2 separate regions of the Mus musculus genome follow, and region 2 is linked to region 1. A link is a contact called in public Hi-C data. All regions are on one chromosome and are shown on one strand. Each heading gives the region's core, a stretch centred on a gene start, on an enhancer-like site or on the middle of the called end of the contact. The rest is flanking DNA. Distances are from core to core; before and after follow the strand shown.

Region 1 (3,061 bases), core at 176-2,675:
AGAAAATGAAAGTGCAGATCGTGCTGTGGGAAGCTGTTACCCTTGGCCTCAGCGTGTTCTATGCAATACCCCGTTTGCACTGCATGTGTGTGTCCACAGAAGGATTAGCCAGAGGGAAAAAAGAACAGTGTTTTTTTCCTATAGAAAGGCAAGAGAGAAGACGACACGATTCACTGGGTAAATGAAGCTGCCACCAAACCCAGTCTCTGGGATTTACTGGGTAGAGAGGAGAACTGGCTCCCAGGGCTGTACTCTGCAGTCATGCACCTGCTACCCCCAAACAAACAAGTAAACAAGTGTTAAAAAAACAAGAACTGGGCTAGGAACTGTAGGGGTTTGAACCAGGATGGTCCCCGTAAGCTCATAAATTTTAATGCTTGGCTTCCGGTTAGTGGAACTGTTTGAGAAGGACTAGGAGGTATGGCCTTGTTGGGGAAGCATGTCACTGGGGTGGGTTGTGAGGTTTCAAAAGGCCAGGCCAGGCCCAGTGTCTCTCTCTGCTTGCAGCTGTGGATCAGATGTAAACGCTATGCTCTGTCCAGGGCCAGGTCTGCCTGCCTGCCTGCCTGCCTGCCTGCTGCCTGCCTGCCTGCCTGCTGCCTGCCTGCCTGCCTGCCTGCTGTCATGCTCCTCTGCATGATGATCATGGACTTTCTGAAACTGTAGACAAGCTTCCCAATTAAATGCTTTTATTTTTATTATTATTATTTTTTTAATTTTTTATTTTTTTTTCCTCCCACCCCTATTTTTATTATTTTTAAAAACTTTTTATTGATTCTTTGTGAGTTTCACATCATGTACCCCAGTTTCGCTCATCTCCCTGTCCCCTCGTGTCTGCCCTCTGCCCTTTCAACTCCCCCAGAATAACACACACACACACACCCACCCAAAGCATAGAAAACATCTCATGGTGGAAGCTGCAGTGTGTCCCAGTGTGTCCCACAGGATATCCCTCTGTCCACATGCCTTCACTTGCGAATGCTCATTGCAATGTGTCTGGTTAGAAGACTCTGGCTTCTGTGACACCAACATTGAATTCTCACTGGGACTCCTCCTGGTTATCCTATGTGTTCCCCTGTGTCATGAGATCTTGGAGTTTTGGATCAGCCGGAGTGGCCCTTTCACACCCCCCCCCCCAAATTCACAGGTGAGGTAGATGTTGGGATAGGCCAACTCAAAAGCCTTGGATCTGGGCATGGGTGGCAGTTGAGCAGGTCAGCCCTCCAGTCCTTACCACACCACCAGGGCCAGCTCTCCAGCACTGCCCTGGCTAGGCCACCCAATGCTGCTACTGGCAGGAAGGAGGCAGCTCTTCTGCTGTCATGCCCTCTGGGTGGCTCACCTGTACCCATACCTCTCCAGCCAGCTCCACTGTGCTGCTCAGTAAAAGTTCGAGGCCCACTCAGTGCTGTAGCTGGCAAGAGGCTGGGCCAGCGTTCCTGCTCTCAGGACCCAGGGCCAGCTTTCCTAACTGCTGGGCGTGGTGAGGGGTGAGTCTGACCAAGCCCGCTCAGTCAGTCAACAGGTTCTCCAGCGCGGGAGTGAGGATTAAAAAGAAAAAAAGATAGTTAGACAACATTGTAGCATGACCCAAGTCAATTCTCAGACTGAAGGCAAATTTAATTTTCCAATCCACTTTTTATACATTTTAATTACATGCAGGTATTTTGGGCGAGCAGTACAATAAGGAACTAACAAGGCAGTAAGCGAAGTCCTGTGATTACTCCCATGGCAGTTGTTTAAAAGGGCTTGTTATAATGACCCAACACTTGAGCCCACTTCCTCGTCCAAGCCCAAAATCTTGCCTGAAGCCTAGTTCTTCTGTTCCATCCTGAGACATCCTAAAATTCCTGCCTTACCCGACTTCCTTATTACAGCCTAAAGTTAGATTCTTACTGAAACTGACTTCCTTATTATGCCCTAATGTCAGAGTCCTGCCTGAGCTTACTTCCAATGTCAGATTCCTGCCTGAAGCCCATTTTCTGCCAAGTGGTATCCCAGAAGGCTTTCCAGCAATTAGGTGTGGGAAGGGCCTCACCTCCACACCAGCACAACCCCATGGTGGAGGAGTGGTGAGGCCAGCGCTCCCATGCTGGCTTTACCTTAGGGCCGGATCACCTGCGGCCCTGCTACTAGGGCCAGCTCTACTGTGCTGCACAGACCAGGCAAAGGACCCACTCTCCCGAGTGCACAGCTGTTGAGGGGCAAGACCCGCTCTCCCACTCTCATGACTCCCCAGCCAGCTCCCAATTGCCAGTTATGTGTGTTTCGGGTGGAGGAGGTTTATCACCTCTACACGTGTGCCACAAACATGCTGGGGAGGATGTATTTCAGGGGCAGGACACTTGGGTGGCATGAATGTGCTTGACCGGTATGTCAGAGGTCCTAGGTTCACTCCTCCTAGCTGCAAAAAACATCAAAAACAAAACAAAACAAAAAAGTATAGCAAACCTCTAAAATCAGCCTACCACCACCATCACCACCACCAGCAGCAGCAATAAAACAACCCCTCAAACCCACAACAAAACACAACAACAAAACAAGCCCCAGCCGGGCGGTGGCGCACGCCTTTAATCCCAGCACTCGGGAGGCAGAGGCAGGTGGATTTCTGAGTTTGAGGCCAGCCTGGTCTACAAAGTGAGTTCCAGGACAGCCAGGACTATACAGAGAAACCCTGTCTCGAAAAACAAAACAAAACAAAAAACAAGCCCCAAACAAACAGCAGAACACCATGGAAAGAGACCGAATGTGAGCTGATTACCTCGTGGGACTGGAGGGAAAAGCTCCGTCATCGACTTAGTCATGTTTTCTTTCAAATAACAAAAAATATCATGTTTATTATAAAGACAGGATCTCACTGTGTTGCAAAGATTGGCCTTGAACTCACAGGAATCCTCCAGTCTCAGTCGCAGGAAATTACAAGCATGAGCCACCACACCCAGCCTGTAGTGTAATTTTTAGTAGACATGGTCTTTTTCTGTTGCTCAGGCTAACCCCAAACTTCTGGACTTGAGCATGCCTCCCCAGTCAGCCTCGGGCATGCACAGCTCCAGGCACACAC
Region 2 (3,105 bases), core at 454-2,953, 950 kb after region 1:
ACACCACAGTGAGCGAAGAGAACCAACTCCACACAGTTGGCATCTGACCTACACACACAGACAGTATGACACATGTAACTGCTCTAGTAGCAATAATAAATTAATTCGATTACTTTTGACCCCACAATTTATTAATCACAGAATTCTTTGCATTGATTTTTTTACTTTTAAAAATTCATAAAAACAAAACACTTCATTAAAATATTGTCCTAGAATAATATTTATCTTGATAGTTTAGCTCTGGCCACCCACTGGAATTCTGCAGTGATGACCCAAAGACATATTATGTATTCCAATATATCTGTGAAGATAAGTCCTGAGTATTCTGTGTGTTACTACCACAAAGGGAAAACAATGTTAAAAGGTGACAGATGCTCTAATTACATGTATTTGATCATTACACAACATATACTGTATCAAAGCATCATATTGTACCCTATAAATACATATAATAAATATATGTTAATTACGAAGTAAAACTTAGGAAAAGTTGTACTCAAAGAAAGTTCCTCGCTCACTGCTGTCCCAGCCTTGATACACTTCTGACTTTTTGCCTCAGGTGTGTAACGTTCCTAAAATAGCAGGAAAGCAGGGAAAGTTACTGCTCTCTGGAGAGATGAGTGAGTAAGACAAGGCTGATGACTAGAAAGGTCAGTGTGTCTTGGGAGGTGAAGAGCACATGTGTGGGCCAGATAAAACACAAAGGCAGGCTGAGAGTGCTGCTTCTGGGATAGAAGTCTTCTCAGGCCTGCAGGAAGGCCAGGGTTTAGTTCTCAGCACTCCGTAGAGATGCACATGGTGATACAAGCCTGTAATCTTAGCTCAAGCTTGGAGGCCAGCTTGTGCTAACATGAAATTGTCTCAAAAAAATTTAGATGTGAAACTGTGTTACAAACTTATTAGGAAATAACATCAGTGACTGTTGTGACAGAAGGCAGTGAGATAAGAAACACCTCTAGGTGAGACAGCCATCCTGTGATGTTTCATAAGAGCCACAACCTGAAGACAATGGTTTTCCCAAATGTGAGAAGAAACAGTCAGGCAGACAGCTCTCTGCTCAGCCCCATGATCACATTTACATGAGGTCAGGTAAGAGGAGCAGGTGAGAAGATTCTAGAGGCTCTTCTTGGCTAACACAAAGGAACACTTTGCCAAGGAAGTGAGTGAGGAGCTCCTATTCTAGCCAGTGCCATGGCTGCAAGAGAAGAGTTCCTAACTCTCCTGGGGCCCCACACCAAGCTTGCTTGCCTGCAGGGCCACTCATCCACAGGCACCATGGGGGGGTGGTGCAGGAAGCAAACTTGCCTCTTGACTCCGGGATGCTCTGATTCCCAAAGTTCTAGCCTCTGGGCACCGGACTCCCTTGTGGTGCTCAAGGACAACCTGTGGTGTTAGAACCATAGCCACGCCCCTCTGCCCCAAGGCTGTCACCTACACACAATGACTTCAAACTGTACCTGCTAATTCTTCCAATTCCTCCAAACCACAAGGAACAATTATTTCTTTTTGAAAATGTATTTTTGGAAGGTCTGGGGTAGATGTTTATTGGAGTTTAAAAGAAAAACAACAGCAGAAAGCTGTAAATCTTAGTAACTGCCCAGAGGACAGAGATAGCAGAGAGAAAGAGTGAAAGAGTGAAAGCCATGCCTTCCTGAGATAGGCATGGAGGTTCTGAAAGCAGCCACACAGCAGAAGCCACAGAGCAGAACAGAGGGGGTGGTGTGGGTAGGCACAGAGGAAGAACTATCAGGGAAAGCATACCCAGGCTAAACAAAGACTTGGTTTTTTCATTAAGGGTAAATGAGGTGAGGACCCCATTAAATTCAAGGTAGGAGAAATTGCTGAGAAAGCCCCCAATCCCTGAGTAAACTTGTAACCATGAGCAAGTGTCTGGATTTCTTTGTCTTTGATGAAACCCATAAGTAAAAAAGGAATTGTGCCCATTAGGCAAGGTGGCTAGCACTTATAACCCCAGTGGAGGCAGAAGACAAGCTACAGGTTTTAGGGTACTGTCAAAATTCCAGGTCACTGTGGGCTACAGTGTGAGAACCTTACCCCTATACACACACACATACACACACACACACACACACACACACACACACACACACACACACACACACCAAAAAATGAGAGGACACTTCACTGTTCACAAAAATATATCCATGCTACTTTTCTATGCAGCAAGGGAAGAAAAGGTGAGCAGGTGCAGGTAGCAAAATGTTCAGTAGCAAAATGTGGTCACTCACACCAGCACATGAGAGGTGGAGGCAGGAGGATTGCTATGAGTTCCAGGCCAGTCTGAGAAATGATGTGAGACTTTGTCTCAGACCCTCCCATCCACCTAAATAAATACTGTTTACTTGGCACAAGACCATTTTTTGACCTATGAGAGCTCTTGTTATGACTACTTTATAGTTATTGTTCCATGATTGTCATTAGATCCTAAAGATTGAATGCAAAACACGCATCACTGATTGGGGCATCAACAGCAGACACTGAAACGAAGGCTGTGCACAGGACATGCACAGTTCTTGGGCACTTCCAACAGATGAAATCAGCTCCAGTACAAACACCCAACATACTTGCAATCAGCAGCAACATTTGCACATAAACAACCCCCACCCAAGGCAAGAAAACAGTTCTCAAAATAATTGAACCAGCCCAGCCTTCTAGCCCAGTGCTAGTGGCAACTTATTCCTTCTGAGAACATAGCTGCGGCTTTTTGAGCCCAGCCTGGATGGAACTTGGAACTACCAAAGCCAGAAATTTCTTGTCCTGAATTTACCTCATCTTTCTCCCAGAGTGGTTTGCATAGGAGAACAAAGAGAAGATATAGTCTATGGTTACAAGCTTTCTACTATAAGAAGAATATATTCAGATCTTGATCCTGAGCAGACCATTGACTATAGCCAATAATACCATAGCATCTACTAGAAATGTATAAAGACAGTAGTTAGGCAGGCAGGAAGATAGACAGACACAGGCACACATGCACTCATGTACACACACATCCATGCATGAACACACAATGGGAACTACACCTTGTGATAAAGCGCTCATTAACTAAGTAGCAATAACAATTTCACAACCTCAGCCAGACAT

The links. Hi-C and Micro-C count contacts between places; a contact is called where the count stands out from the background.
Region 2: a Hi-C map of trophoblast stem cells shows a contact between it and region 1, with 2.2 times the contacts expected there. The contact joins two enhancer-like sites. A contact is called at or near these places in 1 of 484 Hi-C or Micro-C datasets (trophoblast stem cells) and 1 of 9 other capture datasets (embryonic stem cells).

What each region holds. Positions count from the first base shown.
Region 1 is chr16:8,884,021-8,887,081 of GRCm38.p6, forward strand. Gm30310 (a long non-coding RNA gene) reads left to right here. Exons shown (of 3, transcript XR_001781949.1): 1 at 1-177. Among named protein-coding and RNA genes, the nearest start is that of Gm30310, 3.9 kb to the left of the region's middle. Within about 2 kb of position 1,426, at least 7 of the 459 cell types and tissues checked have an H3K27ac peak or open chromatin away from gene starts, as enhancers often do. A contact at or near this core is called in trophoblast stem cells, where this site is marked.
Region 2 is chr16:9,838,023-9,841,127 of GRCm38.p6, forward strand. All of the region lies in intron 3 of Grin2a (glutamate receptor, ionotropic, NMDA2A (epsilon 1)), which reads right to left. Among named protein-coding and RNA genes, the nearest start is that of Grin2a, 160 kb to the right of the region's middle. Within about 2 kb of position 1,704, at least 3 of the 459 cell types and tissues checked have an H3K27ac peak or open chromatin away from gene starts, as enhancers often do. A contact at or near this core is called in trophoblast stem cells, where this site is marked.